Linked DNA regions of Mus musculus: regions 2 and 3 are each linked to region 1. Evidence: chromatin contacts called from public Hi-C and HiChIP or PLAC-seq data. All regions are on one chromosome and are shown on one strand. Each heading gives the region's core, a stretch centred on a gene start, on an enhancer-like site or on the middle of the called end of the contact. The rest is flanking DNA. Distances are from core to core; before and after follow the strand shown.

What was found. Hi-C and Micro-C count contacts between places; a contact is called where the count stands out from the background. HiChIP or PLAC-seq counts read pairs in DNA pulled down with a chosen protein or histone mark.
Region 2: a Hi-C map of the G1E-ER4 cell line shows a contact between it and region 1, with 2.0 times the contacts expected there. The contact joins two enhancer-like sites. A contact is called at or near these places in 1 of 39 promoter capture datasets (stem cell-derived epiblast-like cells), 1 of 15 datasets of contacts at CTCF or cohesin (large pre-B cells), 8 of 484 Hi-C or Micro-C datasets (B cells, the G1E-ER4 cell line, the HL-1 cell line and 4 more), 2 of 115 datasets of contacts at active chromatin or transcription factors (large pre-B cells and microglia) and 3 of 9 other capture datasets (adipose tissue, liver and pancreatic islet).
Region 3: a contact with region 1 is called in an H3K27ac HiChIP or PLAC-seq map of heart atrium, with 5 read pairs. The contact joins two enhancer-like sites. A contact is called at or near these places in 4 of 484 Hi-C or Micro-C datasets (bone marrow-derived macrophages, cerebral cortex, embryonic fibroblasts and 1 more), 9 of 115 datasets of contacts at active chromatin or transcription factors (the 230-238 cell line, bone marrow-derived macrophages, embryonic basal ganglia and 5 more) and 3 of 9 other capture datasets (adipose tissue, bone marrow-derived macrophages and embryonic tail).

The regions. Positions count from the first base shown.
Region 1 is chr4:134,733,396-134,737,345 of GRCm38.p6, forward strand. No RefSeq gene overlaps it. Among named protein-coding and RNA genes, the nearest start is that of Man1c1, 31 kb to the left of the region's middle. Within about 2 kb of position 1,371, at least 248 of the 459 cell types and tissues checked have an H3K27ac peak or open chromatin away from gene starts, as enhancers often do. A contact at or near this core is called in the G1E-ER4 cell line, forebrain and heart atrium, where this site is marked.
Region 2 is chr4:134,877,384-134,881,622 of GRCm38.p6, forward strand. Rhd (Rh blood group, D antigen) reads left to right here. Exons shown (of 10, transcript NM_011270.3): 3 at 2,507-2,657. Among named protein-coding and RNA genes, the nearest start is that of Rhd, 15 kb to the left of the region's middle. Within about 2 kb of position 2,173, at least 43 of the 459 cell types and tissues checked have an H3K27ac peak or open chromatin away from gene starts, as enhancers often do. A contact at or near this core is called in the G1E-ER4 cell line, where this site is marked.
Region 3 is chr4:134,577,455-134,581,684 of GRCm38.p6, forward strand. It overlaps Man1c1 (mannosidase, alpha, class 1C, member 1), which reads right to left. Exons shown (of 12, transcript NM_207237.3): 6 at 3,317-3,434; 7 at 832-925. Among named protein-coding and RNA genes, the nearest start is that of Mir6403, 12 kb to the left of the region's middle. Within about 2 kb of position 1,992, at least 59 of the 459 cell types and tissues checked have an H3K27ac peak or open chromatin away from gene starts, as enhancers often do. A contact at or near this core is called in forebrain and heart atrium, where this site is marked.

The DNA.
Region 1 (3,950 bases), core at 121-2,620:
CCTAGTCATCAGGAAGTAATCTAAAAAGACCTGTGTCCCTTTCCCCTGTCACCCTCTTTCTCTCCTACCGAGTGTTGGGGGTTCGAAGGGATTTGGGTGCAGAGGAGTGGTAGACAATGGAACCCAATAACTTAATCCAAAAAAGTGCAGCTGCAGCTTAAAGACCAGCAGAGCGGGCGGAAACGTCAGTGAGCGTGAAACTGAAGCTCATTTTCCTAGCCAGGCTTGTGAGCTCAGCCTCTGAAGAGACTGGCATGGAGCTGCAGAGCAGTGGCTCCCTGGCTAAGTGTTTGCTTCTCTTCCAGAGGACCCTGGTTCAGTTCCCAGCATCCATGTCACGGGATTCAAGGAACTCCCACCCCAGCGGATCTGATGCCCTCTTCCAGACTTTGCAGGTACCCACACTCGCATGGCATGCACATGCATGCGCACACACAAATACGTACACACAAATGAAAATAAAACAATTGGTTTTTTAATGTAAATTAGAGAGGAGAAGTATACAAAATCAAACCATGCACCCCAAATAATAAGGCCAGAAGACCAAGGAAACCCCAGTTAGTGTCTGAGGGAAGAATGAAGGCACCCTCCCTCTGGACAGATAGGGAAACTAAGACCCATGGAGGTTGATGGTGCTGGGACTAGCACCCAGAGCCCAGCTCTATGGCTCAGGCCTGTGGTGAGGCATCTGGATTTTGCTGAGCGCCCCCATCCAGCTGTGCACATCTGTCAGCCTCTGTAGGATGAGACAATAACCAGGAGCAGGGGCCAAGTACTCAAAACCTCCAAGTAGAACAACGCTGGAGCCTCCAAGGGGCGGGGCTGGAGCCTCCAAGGGGCGGGGCTGGAGCCTCCAAGGGGCGGGGCTGGAGCCTCCAAGGGGCGGGCCTGGCAACCGTTTCCTGGGGCTGAGCCTGGGCCAGCAGGGCTACCCCTAGGCACTACATTCCTTTGGTCACACCTCATCCTCCGGTGGAGGGGATGGCCCCCCTGGAGGATTACCTCAGCAAGTCCTAACTCCTCGCTCAACCTCCTTCAGGATAAACCGGTTCCTCCCAGTTCTGCCGGCCCCACCCTTCATGTCTGAACCTAGTGTGCGCCCCATGGCTTCCCTACCCTCTAACCGGGAGGAAGGAGTGCTCAGAATCCTCAGTAGCCAGTGGGAGACCTTTGTACACAGAAGCTCTGGCTATGTAAGAGGAAGCTTCCCTTAACCCTTAGGAGCCTCTAGTGAGAGGGGAGATGGCCTCAGGTTCAGGGACTGACAGTCTGATGGAGGAGACCTTTGCCACCATCAGGAGGCTCTGTGAGCATGCCCAGATGTGGGTTGAGTGCGCACAGCGGCCCCAAGTTTACCGCAGTGGGCTCCAGTACCTCAATTGTGGGCGGTAGCCAGCATCCTCACACTACCACCACACCCTGAGGCAACAGGAAACACATATTCCTGCCACACCCGTGCTTCTAGTGAGAAACTGGCCTGCTGTGGCTTCCACTGTCTCCATAGGGGTCCCCTCTTGCGCTGAAACCCATGCCAAGCAGGCCCACAGTGCTTGATACCGGGCAGGCTCAGCCTGCCTCTGCCGGGCCCTGAAGTTGGTAAGGCTCCAGAAGCCTGGCTTGCAAGGACTCACGGTTACAACATTGTCCTGTTGTCACCATGCCCACCAAGCCTGGAGATAATAACAGACAAAAACACAGAGCCCTTCTCTGATCTACCACAGTGGGGAAGCCAGTAACAGCTCTTGGAATTTTGTTTTGTTTTGTATTTTCGAGACAGGGTTTCTCTGTGTAGCCCTGGCTCTCCTGGGACTCCCTCTGTAGACCAGGCTGGCCTTGAACTCAGAAATCTGCCTGCCTCTGCCTCCCAAGTGCTGGGATTAAAGGTGTGTGCCACCACTGCCAGGCTCAGCTCTTGGAATTTAAGCAGAGACCACCTCTGTGGAAATGATAACACCCGGTTTGCTGGGTTTCTAACTCTTACTATTCAGTCCCCTTTCTTAGCTGGTGAGCAGGAAGGCAGGTCTGTCTTAAGTGGGAACCTGACATTGGTCCCAGCTGGCCAGCTGTGGAAGCACACCTGTCCCTACCTCAGTTTCTCAGGCACCTCCTTCATGTCAGGGACACACAAGTGTCACACAGGGCACAGCTGAAACGACTTGTTGGTGAGCAGTAGCAGTGCCGGGCTGCCCAGCGAGCACCCCTATCCCTTACGGCCACGGTTTCCCATAAGGCACATTGTCCACGCCAGGAGCCACAACCTGTCCTCAACTCCACCTTCCCCTGAGCCAGCTTTTCCCGTAGATCCCATGAGCAACTTGGTGTCTCTTCAGTAATTTCCTTTTGTTTTCCACTAAAAAAGTTGACTTTGGAAGTTGAGGAGATGGAAGAATCAAAGATCTGTCTGGTCTAGTCAGGTCAGAGGGCGGAGAAAGCCCCACAGCACATCCAAGGGAATGTGGATCTAATGGCCCGAAGTGTGGAGTGAGTGTTGAAACAGCTAATTAAATTACATTTACTCCATTAATTAAATGGTGGCCTGTGGCCATCTGGAAGGGAAAAACCACCATCAAGGTCAGAGGCCTGAGGGCAGGGCCCAGTCCATACAGCCCATGGGGACAGGAGGTGTTTGAAGGCAGATTCTGCTTCTGTGACAAAGGGGGAGGGGGGGTGCTGCAGGAGTAGAGGGTGGAGAACAGAGAAGGGAGAGAAGAGAGTGAGAGAGGAGACAGTGAGAGAGAAGAGAGAGAGAGAAGAGAGAAGAGAGAGAGAGAAGAGAGAGAGAGAGTGAGTTAGTTCAAATCCTCAAATCCTAGCTCCAGTCTGTGCCTGGGGCCAAGAAACACTTTATATAACCAGGCTAAAAATTCTCTTGCCTTTTTCTGCCACTGGAGCGGTTTGTGGAAAGCCCAATGTAGAGTTAGATCCCTCTCCGGGGACAAATTCCAGAGGCAGCTGTGCTCAGAGCTTCTCCCTCTTCTGCCGGCTGTACACATGCACACAGCCCCGGGGCAGCCTCGGCTCTTTCTCTTATTTTATGGCCTTGTGCTGTATGGGGTACATTTGGCTGCGAGTAACAGAAACTGTGAGACCCGGAGGGAGGGAGCTGGGCTTCTGGTGCCCCACAAGTCTGCTAGGAGTTTTCTCTCATTTCTGCTGATTTCCAGCTAGGATGGTTTCAAGCAAGTGGCCCTGGAGCCAACTCTCCCTGTTTTAGAACAATTGACTGCCTGCACCCTACACCATTTGGGAGGATGTCCTCTTCTCTATAGCTTGACATAAACTCCGGCGAGCATATTGTTACCAGGCATATCAGTGAATGCTACTCCGCAGGGTCGAGAGGTGATGTGGTGCGGCTCTGGTTTCTTGTTAGAACTGGCTTCCTGATGAGAAGCACGGACCATCCACCACTGTCCAGGCGAGGGGCGGGAGATTCTGCTAACCATGCAACCAGGTCTTCCTCTATAGCTTTGTTGGCTTGGTCTCTGGGATCATCCCTGAAGCCATGCTGTAGACTGTTTCCCCTGAGAAGCCAAAGGTGGTGAACCACAAAAGCCTCTTGGAGGAATAAGCGAAGAAGATGAGCTAAAGGGGACAGCCAGCAGCCACGCTGCCACACCTGCTGGGGTGGCTCCCACACACCTACAACCTCTCCCAGTATCTCCGAGCTTCAGACTTCCAGGCTGGTAACTCTGTGCTTTAGACCGGTGTAACTGACCACTTAAAGAGACATCGCCACACGAATGTCGTAGCTCATGCTCCTGGCCACTGCCCAGCTCTGGCCTACGTGCTATGCAGGCATCAGCTCAGCTTCTCCATGCAAGAGCCGTGTGAGGTGGGTTCCATTGCTACCATCTCCCATAGATGAGGAAAAAGAGGCTCCAAGGGTGACAAAGTCCTCTACTGTGTTCTGCACCCCCCTTTGAAGCAACGCTTCATTTTCCATCACCCTT
Region 2 (4,239 bases), core at 923-3,422, 140 kb after region 1:
TGTAGCTGTTTTCAAAACAGAAGAGGGCATCAGATCTCGTTGCAGATGGTTGTGAGCCACCATGTGGTTGCTGAGATTTGAACTCAGGACCTTCAGAAGAGCAGTCAGTGGTCTTAATTGCTGAGCCATCTCACCAGCCCTAGAGAGGCGCTATCTTTAAAGACAAAAAACAGTGGCTGGTTATTGGTTATGCATGCCTTTAATCCCAGCACTCAGGAGCCCTAGGTAGGTGGATCTCTGTGAGTTTGAGGCCAACCTGGTCTACAGATCGAGTTCCAGGACAGCTGGGGCCACACAGAGAAACCCAGTCTTGGAAAATTTTTTTTTTTTTTTTAAAGATTTATTTATTACCTGTAAGTACACTGTAGCTGTCTTCAGACACACCAGAGGAGGGTGCCAGATCTCGTTACAGATGGTTGTGAGCCACCATGTGGTTGCTGGGATTTGAACTCTGGACCTTCGGAAGAGCAGTCGGGTGCTCTTACCCACTGAGCCATCTCACCAGCCCCCGGAAAATTTTTTAAAAAAAATTATATATATAATTAGATTACATTAAAATAATGATAACGGACATCTCACCCCTGAGAGCAGAGAACACAGCTGTTACTTGATCCTGGAGGCTGGGTTCCTCAGCAGTTGGCACAGGATGCCGACCACGTGGTACTTGCTCAGACCTGGGGGCTTACTGGTCCTTCGTGCATGGTGGATGCTGCTTCTAAATATCAGCAAATGACTTAGCAGAAGCAGTGTGGATCAACTGGGCAGCGAGAGGGAAGGCCTGGTGGGCGGGGCCTGGAAGAAAATGCCCCATGGACATACACACAGGCCTATCTGATGGAGACAGTTCCTCAGTTGAGGGTCTCCTCTCACAAGAGATCCTCCTGCCTCAGCCTTCTGAGTGTGGAGATTACAAGTATGCTGTTACTTTTATGTGGTAGTGGGGGGTCAGAAGACTCCCTAGAAAGTCCAGGCGGTGATCAACTTCCTTGTTGTGTCTGATGTGTGTTCAAGAATTCTGCTCTTACCGGAACTCCCCAGGTGTTGTCTCTATCCTAGACAGGAAGTCATCCAAGGTCCCGATATTGCTCAGTCAGCCTTTTAAAATCCCCCCCCCCCCCTTATTTTTTCAAGACAGAGTTTCATTTGTTGTGTAGCCCTGGCTGTTCTGGAACTCACTCTGTAGAGCAGGCTGGCTTCGAACTCACAGACATCCTCCTACCTCTGCCTCTGGAGTGCTGGGATTAAAACACATGCCACCACTGCCCGGCTGAATCAGGCTTTTTAACCACCCCATGTCAGGGTCTTCCCACACTGCCCACTGCCCAGTGATTTCTGTACTGAGCTTGTCAGAGCAGTAAGCACTCACTCATCAAGAATAGCCTGTCTGGTCGCAGTGACCACCGAGATTCCCCACATACTGAGTCACTCCTGGTCCACACAGGACCTCTTCCCCATGTCCTTCTCTTACCTTCCCCTCACACCTTTGAGCCTCATGAACAACAGTGATTGCTAGGAAGGCTGTGTGCAGATGAGTGGACTCTGGCTTTAGATCTGGCTTCAGATCTGGGACCTGAATCTCATGTTTGTTATCAGTAGGTACTAGCCATCCTTCCGACTCCCTAGCCTCTTGTACACTACAGAGAACGTAGTGCCGACCTAGCAATCCCTGCTGATGGAGGGCTGACCTTTAACCTTGGACATCTCCGCAGCCTCTAAACAGCATCCGGATGCCAGCTTCATTAAATTCCTAGGCTTCAGAGAAAAGCTCAGTGCCACCTCCCCCTGGAGGCCCTCCCTGATAAGCCCAGTTGGCACAGCTGTCTCAGGAAGCCCCGTGTCTCCCAAGCCAACCAAAATCACTTTGAAAACAAAACAAAACAAAATAACAACAACAATGTTTTTCTCTACCCGAATCCCAACACCAAACCTGCACACTTGTCCAGGAGAGGAAGGATTTGACAGTCTTCATAATGCCTGCCCCAATTTACGAGTTTCCTCTTCAAGTGCTTGCCATTGCTAATCATTTTTGTATTATATATGCATATACAATGTCTTCCTTCTAACCCCTGGCCCAGCTCCGGGGAAACCAATAGGTCATTCTTATTTTACTGGCGGATGCTCCGTAAGATTAATGAGCCGCTTGGGTGGTGGGCCAGCAGGTACACGGGCGCCCTCTACTGAGCATCTGAGTGGCCACGGCAGAAAGGAAGTGTGAGGTGGCAGTGAAATTCAGGCAGCTGTGTCCCTGAGGAAGAAAAAGCCACTTTGAGTCGCAGTGACTTGTAGGAGAGGCTCTGAGACTCCCAGCATCACTGTATCGTGTCTTTGTGCAAAGAAAACTCAGACCACAGGTGCCGCCCTGATGGAGCACAGGACAGCCCCACTCTGCCTCTGTAGCGTTCCTGTGGGCGGGGCCTGAAGAGAGAGAACTCTTCTTCGTCCTCTCATCCTCTCTCTCCCTCTCTCTCCCTCCCCTTCCTACTTGCCTCCTAATCCCGCTTTTCAGCATCCAGATAGCTACCATGAGCACCTTACCTGTGCTGATCTCAGCGGGCGCTGTCCTGGGGAAGGTCAACCTGGTGCAGCTGACCGTGATGGTGCTGATGGAGGCAATGGCCTTTGGTGCCATCAGATTTGCCGACGAGAAGGTCTTCAAAGTGAGTTCCCTGGGCTGTGAGGGGGGACCTTGTGAGGGGGATCTTGGAGAAGGTGGGGAGGTAGGACGCTACCCCAACTGGAACTGCAAGTGGTTAGGCTCCACTGAGGGTTAAACACAGCAAGCGAGGGCCTGGAGCTTCACAAGGTGTTTGTTTGTTTGTTTGTTTGTTTGTTTTATGTATCAGAGTGCTCTATCTGCATTACACCTGCCCGCCAGAAGAGGGCGTCCGATCCTGTGATAGATGGTTGTGAACCACCATGTGGTCCTGACTTTGGGAGAGCACCCAGTGCTCTTAACCACTGAGCCATTTCTCCAGCCTCTTCCTAAGGTTATTAAGGGATGCGTTAAGATGAATTCCCAGAATGCAGTAGTCAGGGTTCTCTAAAGAAAGAACTGATAGAATATGTATAATATTTCAGAGTGACTAACAGGCTAGCCCAGCTAGCCCAACAATCACTAACTCCCAATGGAAATCCCAAGAATCCCGTAGTTGTTCAGTCCGCGAGGCAGGGTGTCTCAGCTGGCCGTCAGTAGACACTGGAATCCTAAAGGAACCGGTCCTAGCACCCGTGAAGGACTAAACTTGCCAGTGAGAGTGAGGGCCAGCAGGCAAAGAGCAAGCGCTTTTTCCTTCCATGTCTAAGATCTCTTGGGTTTCAGTTCATTCTAGATATAGTCGACAACCAAGCATAGCCACCACACGCAGCTGGCACACCACTCACACCTCGATGGCAGTGGTCCAGCGAGTTACAAGTTGAGTGTCTCATTTTATGCTGACGGAGTCGTTGTTGTTGTTTTATTGAGACAGGATCTCACTCTGTAGCCCTGGCCAGCCTGGAACTTGCTATGTAGACCAGGCTGGCCTCAAACTCACAGAGATATACTTATCCCTGCCTCAAGAGTGCTGGGGTTATGGGGGCTGGAGAGATGGCTCAGTGGTTAAGAGCACCGACTGCTCTTCTAAAGGTCTCCTGAGTTCAAATCCCAGCAACCACATGGTGGCTCACAACCATCTGTAATGAGATCTGACACCCTCTTCTGGTGTGTCTGAAGACAGCTGTAGTGTACTCATATACATAAAATAAATAAATAAATCTTTAAAAATTAAAAAAAAAAAAAGAGTGCTGGGGTTAGCTGGGCGTGGTGGCACACGCCTTTAATCCTAGCACTCAGGAGGCAGAGGCAGGCGGATTTCTGAGTTTGAGGCCAATCTGAACTACAGCGTGAGTTCCAGGACAGCCAAGGCTATACAGAGAAACCCTGTCTCAAAAATTAAAAAAAAAAAAAAAAAAAAAGAGTGCTGGGGTTAAAAGTGTGCACTGCCACACTCACCGCTAGTGTCTCCTTTTAAAGCAATCTTTAAAGCCATCTCAAGGTTAGCATAACGTCTTTCTGAGAGGGGCTGTTGTGAGTCTAGGTTTGAAGCCAGCCCATAAGGGTGCCAGTCCAATGGCTTTCCCAGTCCTTCTGTCTGAACCCTGACCCTGCCGTGACCCCGAGGGATGAGATGGTCAGTCTTCTTACCTCATAGATGAGAAAGCCAATGCTCAGAGAGGGGAAGGAACTATGCCAAATCACAC
Region 3 (4,230 bases), core at 742-3,241, 160 kb before region 1:
AGTTCCTGCTGACTGACCACATGGCTGAGCCTTTGACACTCTCCCAGAGCCTGGCTCTTCCACAGTAAGCTCAGCAGGCTCTGCGGGCCTGGTCAACTCTCCGTCCAGTCCCACTCTATCTGTGGCTAGGACTTGGGGGAAGCCCCACAGGTGTTTGACAAAGTTGCAAGGTGTGAAGCCACACACCCATCATCTCAGCACTTGGGGTGTGGAGGCAGGAGGACTCAAAGCCAGCCTGGGCTACCTGAAGACCTTATCTCAAAAAGTCTTTAAACAGTAGGGCTGTGGTGGTGCATGCCTTTGATCCCAGCATTCAAGAGGCAGAGGCAGAGGCAGGAAGGCAGATCTTTGAGTTCAAGGCCAGCCTAATCTAAAGATGGAGTTCCAGAATAGCCTGGGCTAATTCTTTAAATTGAAAACGCCCAGGACTGATTCAAGGAAGTTAAAATATAGTGGTAAGTGATTTTTAGATCACTGCCTAGTTTGTCCCCACCTAAAATTTTATCTCAATCAAAGCTGGAGGTGGGAACCAGATCAAAGGGGTGGGGGGAGCTCCCCGGGCCCTTTCCTGCAGTCACTTCTGAATGATGGCCTTAAGTGGGACATTCCTGCAAGTCTGGATAATGGAGGAGGGTGCAGGGCTGCTGAGAGAGATGGATGCTAAGGCGGCTGGGAAGAGTTGGGCACACATGTAGGTAGGTAGGTGCTGGCATGTCCAGGCTGGTGAATCCAGAGCTGGTGCCCGACCCCGGCTCTCAGCCGGAGCCTGCTAGGATTCAGGAAGCCCGAATGGGAACCCACGGGAGGAGAAGCCACAGGGCCAGTACTTACGCTGCACCCAGTTTCCACTCGTGGGGCTGAGGAAGTTGGGGTAGAGACCGAAGGGTTTGTCAATCTCCCTGAGGACCTTGCGGATATGTTTGACCTGTGAGAGACACCAGGCGCAGTCACTTTCCTGAAGAAGTCATCGATTCTCCACCCACGAGGATAACACACATAGTTTTCAGATGCATATGGGGGTTAAAGCTTTCTGGTTGTGGGGGAGACAGTGAAAAGAGCCCCAGGTTCTGTGCCTGCACACAGAGCATGGTGGGATGGAGCCAAGTGCAGCCTGACTCACCATCCCTTTGCTGACTGCTCTGCCTGCAACAGCCCTATCCTGGGCTGGCTACCTGCCAGTACCTCCCCTGCAGACCACTCTGGGGGAGGAGTTTCAGATGAGTGGCGGTAGCTATCTTGTTAGCTACATTTCCTTCTTTTAAAGACAGGGTCTCATGTAGCTCAAGTTGACCTTGACCTCTTAATCTTCCGCCTCCACCCTGAGTGTTGGGGTCATAGACGTGTATGACCACGTCCTACTTATGACTGCTCTGGATCAAACCCAGGGCTTCGCGTATGCTAGGCAAACACCACTGATGGAGCCCCAGCCCAGCCCATGTAAGTTAGCAGAGAGCTGGGGCACGAACCAGGTCGTTCCGAGTCCTTGGACTCTCTGTATTCCTTGTCCTGCATGGAACAGCCCTTGAGTCCAATACAGACGCAGAGAGCTAGGCAAGCACACGGCAGAGGCTGGGCTTGCAGCCTCCAGGATTGCACGTGGCCGGAGGTGCAATGGAGAACTTTTCCCTGATGTCCACTAGAACTGGACTCTCTGGGAGAGCCACACTGCCCCCCGCCCACCCCACAGATAAACTGGCACAAAGGGGCAGCTGAGAGGTTGAGCCCTCAGCGTCATCGTCAGTCTTCCTTTACCTCAGAGGCGCTTGGCTTTGCCTCATTGGACCTCGGGTCCCTTTAAGGCAGCATAGACCAGGAGAGGGACAGGAAGATTCTCTGTGCCAATCGTCTTATGCTCCCCTGTCCTGGTGGGACCCAGGGAAGCAGGCTATATTAGCTCTCCAGGAGGGGGCAGGGTGCTGTAAAACTTTGACTGCTAATAATCGCCTCTGCGGGAGGCGTGACTAGGGGGGGACGAAAATAGCTGAAGTATGCAAATGGAGAGCGATGGAGGGACTGGGAGTCTGGAGCTGCAGCCTGTAGCCAGCTGTGGGCCAGGGAAGAGAGAGGCTGAAGAGTTCCCGGCCCGGTTCTCAGTTTTATCACTCACAAGCTGGCTGCCCCGGGGCAGGTGATTCAGCCTCTCTGGATCTCATTCCACCCTCAGTTAGATTGGGTTGGCAGAAAACACCCCTCCCCCCACCACTGCCATCCCCCTCCCCCACCGCTGCCACCCCCCTTCCCTCGCTGGGGCTTAAGATAAAACCTGCCCAGCACATGGTACGGGCCAGTGTGCACTCTTGGGGAACCTTTTCCTGAGCTGGCCAGGGCGTCCCAGGGAAGTCCATCTGGCGGGTAGTGTGAACAGAAAGCCAGAGCTGGCTTAGGGTCAGAGAGCATGGCATTGGGCAGTGTGGTTAGACTCATCTGAGTGGCCATACCCTGGATAGGTAAGGGTAGGGGCAAGAGGCAGGTCAGAGGCACCAATCAAGGGGGCAGGAAGCTTGTCCTGATGTCTCTGTCCTGATGGATTCCCACACAGAGGACACAGTGGCCCCAAATCTAGTATTAAGGAACACTGGGCATCATATGAATGTGCAGACTCCAGGGCCTGGGGCAAGCAAAGGCTTCCTTCCAGCTGCTTGGCGTGGTGGTGGATATGCTCGGAGAACAGCTGGTGGCCCAAGACAGTGTGTGGCCATTTCAGAGGGACAGTGGGACCCCAAAGGTTGTTCTTAGAGGGGTCTGGAAGGGGCTTATGTGTACACTGACTTCTTTTGGATTCAGGATTAAATCTGAATCCAGATGTTCGCTTGTGGATTGCCCAGGACTGTAGCCCCTTCTGGAGAGCATCCCAGGGACAGGTACGGGCAATCATCAGGACGCACTTCCCAGCACCCATGTAGCCTTGGGCAGCCAAGAACAGTGTCGAGGAAGCCGCTCTGCCAGCCTGCTGCCAGCTCGAGCCAGACAGCACCTGGGAGGAAAAGGCGGGGAGATCTCACATTGAGAAAAGCTAAATGTCCCTGGAAAGGGACTCGCACACCACCGCCTGTTCCTGCCAGGATGCGGAGCCTGGCTCTCAGTCACAGTCTCCAGATTTCACAGGCTCACAGATCTGCCACCAGCCCGTGCACCAGCACAAGCCTCGCTGGCAGAGTTCTGGTGGCTTCTGTTTCCCTCCCTGCCACCTGGTGTTGGGCACAGTTGGTTCTCCCACTAGTTACTGCTTCAAGAGTGGTGGCTGGGGTCTGCAAACCTCAACTGCAGACACTTGCCCTCTATCCCTTGGAGTGTGTGTGTGGGGGGGAGAACTCACCTTTTCTGCAAAGACTGGATTGCCAGAGAGTTCAGTGAGATGCAGGAATTCCAAGTGCAGGGACCCAAACTCGGCCAGGATGCTGCTGCTGCCTGCCGTGGCCCAGCCCCAGCTACCGCTGAAAAGACATCAGCTCTGTCACCCTGCTGGCTCCTTGGCTGAGAGCGGCAGCAGCTGTGGTACAGGGTGGTGCCTGCTGTGTGCCAGGCACCTCGGCTAATCCTCCTGGGCCCCACCATATGGATGGCACCGAAGCTGGTGAGGGGTGGGACCTGGTGAAGGTGGTCTGAGCCCATGCCACAGTCTTTGTTCCTCCCAAGCAGTCTCTATAGTGTTTGGGGTGTTGTGTCTGTGGTGAAATTTGCAGGTGACATTGATGGTGTCGTTGAGAAGCCCCAAAGCCCCACAGGACACTCAATGATCATTTTTAGAGACACCCCGAAACACACACAGACTTTTGCCTGCCCTTTAATCTAGGGTCCTATAAGCCCCAGACTGGACTGCTGGACCCAAGGAAGCTGGGAGTGAGGAGTGAAAGAAGTAGGGCCCTCATAGCCAAGGCTAGCCTCTCATGAACATGTCAGTCATGTTCTAGCCCTGTGCTTGCAGGAGGCTCTGATGTCCACTTCAGCGTCTAGGGCTATGGGAAGAAAATTCTCAGCATGTGAGTTATCTTCCCATCTTCCCTTCTAGAGACAAAGGATCAGGCCAGAGTCAGACACTTTCCGCCAGTCACCAGTCTGTGCGGCAGCTGGGCCCTACAGAAAGCAGCACCGAGCCAGCCGAGGCCTCTGCCTGCATTGCCCCACCCTTTGAGGGGGAGCTTCCCAGACCTCTCTGCCTGCTGCACCCTGGAACCAGAAGGTGGGGGCACGGTGCTGCTCAGCTGGCGAGCTCAGACAAGCCCTTGAATC